Regions from separate parts of the Mus musculus genome. Here region 1 is linked to region 2. A link is a contact called in public ChIA-PET data. All regions are on one chromosome and are shown on one strand. The core of a region is the stretch at or near the end of the contact, and the rest is flanking DNA. Distances in the headings are between cores, read along the strand shown. Region 1 has its middle 21 kb from the start of Dynll2. Region 2 overlaps Hsf5 (heat shock transcription factor family member 5).

Region 1 (5,575 bases), core at 985-3,484, 330 kb after region 2:
TTCAGTTCCTTCTCACAGGTTGGAAGCTTAGCTGGGTGGGGTCTTCCCCCAAAATCACGACCCTCCTTATTCCGTTTAATACCAGGCTTTTCTTTGGTCCGTTTATCTCCTTGAACACAGGACTTCGCTGCATTCCACTTCCCGGGGGCCCCTTTTCTCCTTAGATTGTACATTTTTAATCTTTTTTTGTTCAGTTGACTCCTTTTTATTATAGATCCTCATCAGAATGAGCACTGATAACCACATGACACAGTCAATACTTTGCTTTTTTGAGTTTTCCTCTGGTGATGCAATTAATCCAAAACTCTTCACTTAAGCCTCAGGCAGACTAAAAGGTGGACAAGGGTAGAAAGCAGCCACATTCTTTGCCAAAATATCACAGGAATAGTTTCTCAGCCACATATTAATATTCTTCCCCTCTGAAACCTCTCACACCAGGCTCCGGTAGTTCAAATCTCCATCAGCACCAGTATCTTCCATATTCCTGCTGGGATGGCCCAGTAAGCCCCGTTTAAAGCATTCCACTGCTTTCCTAGTCCAAAGTCCCAAAGTCCACATTCCTCCAAACAAACGCACTATCAAGCCTATCACAGCAATACCTCACTTCTAGAACCAATTTCTGCCTTTAAAAAAAAAAAAGATTTATTTATTTATTTATTTTACGTATGTGAGTACACTGTAGCTGTCTTCAGACAACACCAGAAGAGGACATCAGATCCCATTACAGATGGTTGTGAGCCACCATGTGGTTGCTGGGGATTGAACTCAGGACCTCTGGAAGAGCAGTCAGTGCTCTCAACCGCTGAGCCACCTCTCCAGCTCCTGAATTTCTGTCTTTTATTAGGTTTTATTGCTGTGATATTGCATAACCAGGGTAACTCTTATAAAATGAACCATGCCGTACACCTTTAATCCCAGCACTTGGGAGGCAGAGGCAGGCAGATTTCTGAGTTCAAGGCCAGCCTGGTCTACAGAGTGAGTTCCAGGATAGCCAGGGCTACACAGAGAAACCCTGTCTCAAAAAAAAAAAAAAAAAAAAAAAAAAAAAAAACACAAAATAAATAAATAAATAAATAAATAAATAAATAAATAAATAAAATGAACCTTTATATTGAAGTTGGTTTACAGTTTCAGAGGTCCAGTCCATTGTCACCATGGTGGGAAGCATGGCAGCGTGCAGGCAGGCATGGTGCTAGAGAGGTACCTGAGAGTTCTACATCTTAATCCATAGGCAGCAGAAGTGAATGCCACACTAAGCCTAGCATGAGTATCTAAGACTTCAAAGCCTGCCCCAACAGTGACACACTTCCTCCAACAAGGCCACACCTTCTAATAGTGCTAGCCCCTATGGGCAAGCATTCAAACACGTATTCAAACCACCACAGCTGAAGGGAGTCTCTGTGGCCTGCTCTAGGACAAAAATATCACATAGACAAAAGACCTGTCTTCTCTCCCAAAGCTTTAGTGACAATGCCACAGTCTCTAGACCTTAACTGGAGACCACAGCATGGATAGACAGTGACAGAGACAAAGCACCTCACAGCTTATCTGAAGGAGGAGCAGGACTCTGCCTTGTGGAGAGCTGGCTGGTGGCTTCCCACTGTCTCTGTCTCCGCTCTCCCTGGGAAGCCGTCTTATAGTTAGTTACTGATGGAGCCCATCTCCCTGAACCAGCTAGACACAAGGCAAAAGGAGGTGCCTTTGAGGATAGGGACCGAAGGGACAGTCTAAAGACACTCATCTCCCAAAGTGCCTGAACTTTCTGCTGTCCAAGGTCATCCTTCGATCTAAGATTTCAGGCCCCCAGATTCCTGAAACTCTCATTTACTTTGTCTTTCTGTTTGTTTTTCTTTGGAGTCTTTTGAGACAGGATCTCCCTGTCTTGGTACGTACGTAGCACTGCTGGCCTGGAACTCACTATGTAGACCAGGCTGCCCTTGACCTCTGCAGGAAAGCTGCAATCCTGGGCTGTGGATCACTTACACTGTCTCTCTGGGCTCCTCACTGGACCCCAGCTGGGCCTGCTTGCTCTAGATGTTTTGAGTCAAACAAAACTACAAAATAGTGATCAGGCAACGCATGGACACTCGAGAGAGGGTGGGAGGGGCCACGATAGATCAGGATTGGAGACAGAGGCAGCTCATTAGCCACACTCAGAAGAGAAAAACAGTGTGGCTTTAATCTCTTGATTAAATTAGGGAGGAAATGGGTCTGGGTGGTGAGAAATCACATGGGGAAGTGGGTTAAGTGAGATGATACAGAGCTGTGTGCCAGGAAATGAGAGAAAGGAAACAGACAGACAGAGACTGAGACAGAGGCAGAGAGAGAGAGAAACTGGGAGGGAGACAGAGAGAGGCCCTGCAGAAGCCCATGGGAAAGAGAGCAGTTTAGTCAAACATGACAAATTCTATATGAGGAGTTGGAGGGGACACCAGGGAGCCATTGAGGCTTCTGGAACTATCCAGGCACAGAGAGGGAGGATTGCCTGACTTATCACCTGAGGCACAGGCTAGCTGGAGACACAGATGATCAGCACCTGGTTCTCTACACAAAATGCCTCCCTTAGAGTGTCCCTGAGCCCCAAAGGCCCTAAGGGGAAGGAACCCCCAGGGACAGGGTCTTGTGTTTGCTTGGAGAGGCTGTGGGAGTGTTAGGAAGAATTCAAAGCTGTGGTAAGCATCCTGCAACGGGGACCACGGTAGGGAATGGTCTATTCCTGGTGCTGAATACATCTACCTGTAGTCAGAACTACACACACTGCACACCAAGTATGTGATACAACGGCTAGAGACGGGGCAGAGGCAGGAAGACCCTAGTTCAAAACCTGGCTCTGCCTCCCATTGTGAGCTCTTAATGTCTGTAAAGTATCAATGACAAGATCTATACCCTGGTTTGCTGCAAGGATTAAAATAATGATAATGTCTATAAAAGATAACTTGGCTGTACATCCCCGCCCCTTCCGGCATCTGTGCAGTCCCGCATGACTATGAGACTCCTCCCATCACAGAGGCTCCTCCCACCACCGTTGGTCTGTTTCTCATCCTGCCCTTGAGGTGGTGGCTTGCACTAGCAAAGAGTAAAATGTTTCTAGAACAGCCTTGAAGAACGATGACAGCTGGCTTCTTAGGAGTGCGTGCTCCTAGAAGCAAGCCCAGGCTGGTCCGCCAGCTGATGAGAGACACGTGGCCCAGTTACCTAGGCCGCTCCAATCAACAGCCAGCAAACTCAGCAGTCTGCAGACTGGTGCCTCCCCAGCAGACCTCCCTCGCCTCAGGCCAACCTCAGAAACAGAGGGAACAGCTGCTGGTGTAAGGTATACGGTAAGATCCCGTTGATAGGTTCAGACTTCCACACAAGATGAAGAGTCGCCAACAGCCTTATCTTCTTGTCGAGCAATCAAAATAACAAGGCAAGAATCTGGGCACTGCGGGGAAGGCTAACGGATGACCACAACTGAGAGACAGGAAAATAAACAATGAGAGTCCCACCGTCCTGCCTAGGTGCGGATGAGGGGCAGCTAAGGAAGCCAAGGATTACTGAGCTCTGGAGAGTTAAACAGAGGCCAGAGGACCAACCAAGGTGGCCAACTGCTGGAGAGCTGAGTGCCACGTAGAGAGCAAGCCCCAGAGGTGTGCAGGGCCTCCGCTCTGGTATTCAACAGGACATTGATCAGTACATGTGTGTAACAAAACTATCTGACGCCCGAGAAAGGCGAGAGAGCCATAGCCACGTATTTCCTGCCTAGAGCCAGAAATAAGAGTGAGGGTGAGTATCCTTCCAAGCCTGCCTAATGAAAGCAAGGCCTGGAAGGACCAGACTGTTACCAGATAAGTGAGTAAGGGGGGACCTGAGTTCACTCCTCAGGATCCACGTTAATAAAAAATGGGACATGGTGACTTGGGTTTGTAACCCCAGCACCAGGCAAACCTCGTCAGGAGAGCTCCAGGCCAGTGAAAGATCTTGTCTCAAAAATCACAGTGGACGGACCGTAGAGATGGCTCAGTGGTTAAGAGCACTGACTGCTCTTCCAGAGGTCCTAAGTTCAATTCCCAGAAACCACATGGTGGCTCACAACCATCTGTGATGGGATCCAATGACCTCTTCTGGTGTATCTGAAGACAACTACAGTGTACTCCTATAAATAAAATAAGTACATCTTTTTAAAAAATCACAGTGGACGTTTCTTGAAGATAACCCCAGAGGTTAACCTCTGACCTCCACATGCACACACATAAAGTAAAAATACAGATGCAGTGCTCAGCAAATAACACATTCAATAAGTTACATTTCCACCCTTGCAAAAGCCTAGACAAAATGGCTTTTCCTAGCTGCACATCCGCTTAAGACTGTGGTTTAAAAGCCAAAACAGAGCGTTCAGGAGAGCATAATTTTCCAGGCTCTGGGAGTGGTTTTTAACACAAGAGTTCTGGTTCCAGCATGGCCTTGCCACCTGCGGCTCAGGTCAACCAAACCTCTCCGGCTCTGTGCTGCAGTATTCCTTCAGACCAGAAGATGGCGCTGCTTCTCCACGGGTATTCAAGTACATTCACGTTTTGAAGCTTGAGGGTTTGAGGGTTTGCATACCCAGGACAATGGTGCTTGCTAGGTAAAGCGAAACACAACGGAGGATGTGACCTCGTTTTCGAGAACCTTACATTGGAGTCATTACGAAATATGAAACTAGAACTTCTCCGGGTAGAAACGTCAGAAAGTGCTAGCTGCTGTAAAAACTTTCCTTCCAAAAGCCTAAGCTACTTTCCACAAGGCACACAGAGACCAAAACATTTTTTTTTTCAGGAGCTGGAGGGATGGCTCAGTGGTCAAGGCTGGCGGAGGATGAGAGTTCAGTTCTCAGCATTCACATAAGGCAATTCACGACCACCTGTAACTCCAGTTCCAATTCGGAAGTTTAGTCCATTATCATCATGACAGGCAGCATGCGGACAGACACGGTGCTGGAGGAGGAGGAGGAGGAGGAGGAGGAGGAGGAGGAGGAGGAGGAGGAGGAGGAGGAGGAGGAGGAGGAGGAGGAGGAGGACGAGGAGGAGGAGGAGGAGGAGGAGGACGAGGAGGAGGAGGAGGAGGAGGAGGTGAGAGGTCTACATCTGGATCCGTAGGCAACGGGAAGAGATGGTGAGCCACTAAGACTGGATGGAGCTTCTGACATCTCAAAGCCCCCCCGCCCCCCCCCGCCTCCCCCGCCCCCCCCCCGCCCCCAAGTAACACACCTCCTCCAGGGAGGCCACGCCTACTCCACCAAGGCCACACCTCTCAATAGTACGAGTCCCTAGGAGCCTCTGGGGCCATTTTCATTCAAACTCCCACACAACTGCAGATGGAAACCTAAACGTTAACCCAAATGTCTAGGGTTCTGTCCAAACGTTACAATTCCTACTTAGAAACCGGGTCTTAAAAGAAGTAGCAGGAAACCGAATCTGGCCCAGGGCAGGTGCTCTCGGGACATTTGCTAAAATGAGTGAAAGTTTCTCCTGCGTGTCACTCCACAACGCAATGGTTTCCATCTCCACTTTACAGGTGAGAAACCCAAGATTGTCCATAGGGGCCTGACTCAAAC
Region 2 (4,980 bases), core at 1,585-4,084:
ACAAAATGCTATTAATGACTTTACTGGGTTCATATTTCTTACTAATCTTGCATTACTAATCAAACAAAAACTAATTAATGAAAAGTACATCCAAAGTAACCCCGCCCTTGGGATGCTGAGGAGGGAGGCGCCACCTGGGGATGGCTGATACTCAAGCCAAGAAAGTAAGAAAAATCTATAATTACTGTATACACACCAGCGTAGCCCTGCAGTCCATGTTGACCTGGAATTCACATTTTAGCCAGGAATAACTTGGACCTGTATATCCTCCTCCTCCTCCCTCTCAGGTAATGGAATAATAGTCATATATCATCATACCCGATTCATTTTGTTTGCTGTATAGGGTATTGTTGTATGTAGTTCTTTTGAAAATATTTATATGTATATAATATGTAAGTATAAAGATTTTAATTTTATCTTCTCTCTCTGACTTTGGTGGAGGGTGGTGGTGGGGGTATTGGTGGGGTAGTGGTGGACGATAGTACTAACGGGATGGAATACAGATATTTGCTCCTTCTGGTTAAGTTATTGTATTTGGATACACTAAAAGATATGCCCAGCTGATATAATTTCACTACCTAGGCAAGCATTGTACCACTGGGTTATACCCTTATCCTAAATGCATTTAGATTTCTGTCAATTCATTGTCCTTTTTGAGACCATTAAAATATGTGTTATGATGATATAATTTCAGCCTCATTTTAAGCATTCCTATAGAAATAAAAGCTTTGGTGTCTTCATAATTATATGCAAACTACTGGATTGCATGTCTTGAACTGCACATACACAGTGGTTTCCTTAATATACTTGACTATTGTAGCTCATTTTGAAAGCTGAATTTTAACTTTTAGCTTTATTTCATAATGCAGTTATATTTTAAATAAACTTATAAAGAACAACATGGCAGAAGTTTGTTGTTTTGACCAAGGGTTTTAACATTCCAAAGAACATTTTGGAACCAAAGAAACTCTAACGAGGATGGATAGAGATTTTATAGAGAGTGAGGTATATGTGATTTTGATAATGTATTCAGTACAGAATACAAAACTAGAAAAATCGTGTCCATTCCCCACTGACACCTGCCTATCTGTGACATCCCAGTGTCAACTAGTAAGGGTGTCAGCTTAAACGTCCTTCTACAGTGAAAGGATACATAGTGGCTCTCAGCAATTGTGTTTAAATGTCTTACTATATTGTAAGTCATTAAAAGCATTCAGCCTCATGGTATGCTCATCAGTAAACATTTTAGCTTCGTGTGCATTTCAAGGGCTTGAGAATCTGGGAAACCTATGTCTTACTCTTGAATATGGGTAAATCAACAGTATCAAGGGTAATGACCTTCACAAGCAGGAAAACATGCTTGTGGGATCCTGTCCTTTAATAGGATGTCTTTGATAATATATATTATTAACCTTTAGTAGGTATCTGGAGGTAAGTGTAAGAATAATAAGTGTGTTTAATATTTTAGGTGGATAGCAGTATAAAATGCCAGACCAATCCCTCGGAGAATATCTTGCCTTCAGAACAAATGGGATTCCTTATTTCAGAAATGGGGCCTGCTAACAAGTCTACTAAAGACACAGGTTTATCCACTCCAGCTAGATACAGAGAGCGAAGAAGCAACTCACAAGGAAAGTCCCCTGGTAAGGATGAAATAGTTTTATGCTCTAGAATGTATAGCTCTAAAATGCTAGGAACTGAACCTCGGGATGTAATTCATATATGAATGATATTTTATGTATCTTTATTATTTATAGTCATATTATGTCTCTCATGTTGTTTTATATAATTGTAGTTTAAACTAGTATTCATAGCTACCTTTGAAATGCATATAAAATAGTTGTTTTCCTAACAGTGCATATAAGAACATGAGGTTTCAGAGGACTTGGGGAGACGACTCAGCAAGGAAAAGTGCTCACTGCTCAAGTGTGAGGGCCTGAGCTCCACTCTCTGTTCAGTTAGGGGTTTCTTTGTGTGGTTTGTTTGTTTGTTTGTTTGTTTGTTTTTGACTCAAGTAGGGGTTATTATTTGCTAAATTTTCTGAGACTGGCTGGGCCTTGGGTGCCTTCTTGGTGCTTAGAGCACTCGAACAAGAGGTTACTAGGAGCAGGGGGCAGGGGTCTGAAGCCACATTCCTACTGTGAGGAGCTGGGGGTAGGTGTCTCTGTATTTTTAACTCCTCCTCTCTCCCCAAGTGAATATTCAGCATTGCCAAAGATCTGCCCAGGAAGCAAAGTAGCCTAGTTTATCCAAAGGCTGAAATAAGTGAGCTTAAATAATCACATCACAAAAGGCAGCTCATTGGGAAGACTGAGACCATCACTTGGAAATAAAGGGGGAGGGCATACAGAAAGGGTCAGAGCACAGTGGAGAGAGGATGAGCTGTAAACACAGCAGCTACACCATAGATCTTAGAGGATCAGGCTCCCGCACACACAGGCTTTATAATACCAAACAGTCTATTTGTTCACAATGTTAAAGGGCACCTAGAAATAGCTATAGTAAGGGATTGAAAGTTGTCTGAAGAATGAGCCCAGAAAGGCTGTGTCCGAAGATGGCCTGCCACTCAGGAGAGAGGAGCTGCTGGGCCTTCCTGTTGACCACTGTTTTGCAAAAAGTGCAGAAAGGGTGGTAGCGCTAGTCGTCCGCTGTCGCCGGCTTCCCGGTGGCCGCTCTCCCGGTGGCCCGGCCCGGTCACGCTCGCTGCCTGTGTGCCTTCGTCGTGGTCTGCTCTGACCCCGCTGTTCTCGCTGCGATCATCGCGCGGGCTTCTGCAGCCCTGCCCTGGCCTTGCCACCTCCCTAGCCTCTAAGGAGGCGCGGCCTGGAGCTCCGGTTCCGCAATGCCGCGCGGAGGCGGGGCCTCCATTCACCTTTTTAAAAGCTGAGCCAGTCCACACTGTACTCTAACTCTAGAGCTGATTGCTGGGGCTCACTGGCCACCGGCCTAGTTCCTGGTTCCTGAAGACCCCTGCCTCTTATTCAAGGAAATAAGGTGGAGAGTTGATAGAGATACCTGGAGTCTTCCAGTCCCGGTGTGAATGCATGTGCATTCCCCCTTACACCTCCACATATTCACAATAAACGAATGAAAGAATTGAACCATCAAAATATTGAATATATTAAAGAAAAGTAAAGAATTTAGATTAACTTAGATAAGATGAAGGGTAACTTAATAATCATCTTCAGATGCTAAGGATTTTATTAACAGATAACAGAGTACATATTTATTTGTGATACAAGAAGATTAATGACACCAAAGATAGTGCCTTAAGCACATTATAAATACACTTTAAGGCATGAATGTGTATAAGTGGCATGTTTTTGTATGTGTGTGCTATAGGAGTCTGGTTATCTATTGGACACCGGAGCACTTGTAAATGGTTCTTTGTTTTGAAATGGGCCCATCCCAGGCCACCCTCAGACTCAGGCAGTGATTCTTTTGGGTCACCCTTATTAATATGCAGGCGCATAGTGCCATAATCAGCTTTGAAACCTCCCTCTTAATGACTTGAGTACATTTGTATTTTTTAATCTAAAAAATTTCTAATATTCAAATCAAGTCACTGTACTCTGCTCCAAACATTTTTTTCTTTTCTTTCTTTTTAGACAGGAGCTTACTATGTAGACCCAACTCACCTGGAGCTAATTGTGTAGCCCAGGCTGGCTTTGGCTTCATCATCCTTCTGCCTCCCAAGTGCTGAGATGAAGGATATGAACCACCAGTCCTTGCTTACAATGGCTAATGTAATATTCTCAAATTAGCCAGATGCAGTGAGCGGCTCACTCCTGTAATAGTAGCAATTGGGAGGTTGAAGCAGGAAGACTGCTACTATTATTATAGATGAGGGCTAGCCTGTGCTGCAGAGTGAACCCAGCTCAACACATGAAATGCAGTTACCAATATAACTTATTGGTAGAACACTTGCCTAGAACCACTAGAGAAAAACAAAACCTCAAGTTAAAGGTAATTCAGATTATTGCAATAAAGGCAAATTAATTAATCAAATTAGTCACCTATATTTTAAATATTAAGAACTTCTTTGAGAATTTATTCAAAAAACATGAAGAGAGTACTCAGGGGCGGTCACAGTGATATACATCATACTCCCAGCACTTGGGAGGTGGAGACATTGTGAGTTTGAGGCCAGTCTGGGCCACAAATGAGACCCTGGCTCAAAAACCTTGAAAGAAAACAAAAATGGTGCTCGGACTGAACCTCTTCCTTCAAAATATCTTTTGACTAAAGCTGTCTTGTGAGTTTCCGTGGTTATGCTTAGCTGAGCTTAAACCAGCACCTTCTGGGACTATGAAGGAGTCCTGGGGACGAGGCTTTAAGGTCAGATCCAGCTCAGATCCTCCAAGCCCTGTGTCCTAAGTGCCTGGTGTCTACAGTAATAGGATAGGGCCTTGCCTTCAACCTCTGGGAGGCCACCAAAGGCAACAGAAAGAGCCTGAATTATTTTGGGAATCTAGTGGACGCCCCTGACCAACAACTTTAAAGGGGTTTCTCTGCCTGCCACTTCCTTCTTTTCCTAACTCCACAACTAGTCCTCTGTTTCCCTAGACAGCTTTGCTTCTCCTTCTATGTCCTCTATGTGTAGGTGATTTTATGTATCTATGTAAAATCTGGGCCTCACAAACAAGAGAGAACATGATATTTGTCTTTCTGAGACTGCCTTAATTGGTTTAGCATGATTACCTCCAGTTGCATTTGTTTTCCAGCAAACAACATAACTTCATTCTATCTTGAAGGAAGTGTTGGAGACTGAACCTAGAGCATTATATTATGCATGTCAAGTTTGCACACCACCACAGCTGCCAACAATGCCCTAACATTGCTCTTTTTTATGGATAAAAAATTCCATTATGGATATAAGTCACATTTCTCCTCATCAGTTTGATAGACACCCAATCCAGCTTTTGTTGCCTGCTTCTCATTAGACTAGTCGGAAAGATTACTGTGGGAGCTGAACAGTCA

Evidence for each region. ChIA-PET counts read pairs in DNA pulled down with a chosen protein or histone mark.
Region 1: an RNA polymerase II ChIA-PET map of effector CD8 T cells shows a contact between it and region 2, with 5 read pairs. The contact joins two enhancer-like sites. A contact is called at or near these places in 4 of 484 Hi-C or Micro-C datasets (the G1E-ER4 cell line, cortical neurons, embryonic fibroblasts and 1 more) and 1 of 115 datasets of contacts at active chromatin or transcription factors (effector CD8 T cells).

What each region holds. Positions count from the first base shown.
Region 1 is chr11:87,963,302-87,968,876 of GRCm38.p6, forward strand. No RefSeq gene overlaps it. Among named protein-coding and RNA genes, the nearest start is that of Dynll2, 21 kb to the right of the region's middle. RefSeq lists an enhancer at 2,260-3,304. Within about 2 kb of position 2,235, at least 58 of the 459 cell types and tissues checked have an H3K27ac peak or open chromatin away from gene starts, as enhancers often do. A contact at or near this core is called in effector CD8 T cells, where this site is marked.
Region 2 is chr11:87,636,602-87,641,581 of GRCm38.p6, forward strand. Hsf5 (heat shock transcription factor family member 5) reads left to right here. Exons shown (of 6, transcript NM_001045527.1): 5 at 1,469-1,643. Among named protein-coding and RNA genes, the nearest start is that of Hsf5, 22 kb to the left of the region's middle. Within about 2 kb of position 2,835, at least 286 of the 459 cell types and tissues checked have an H3K27ac peak or open chromatin away from gene starts, as enhancers often do. A contact at or near this core is called in effector CD8 T cells, where this site is marked.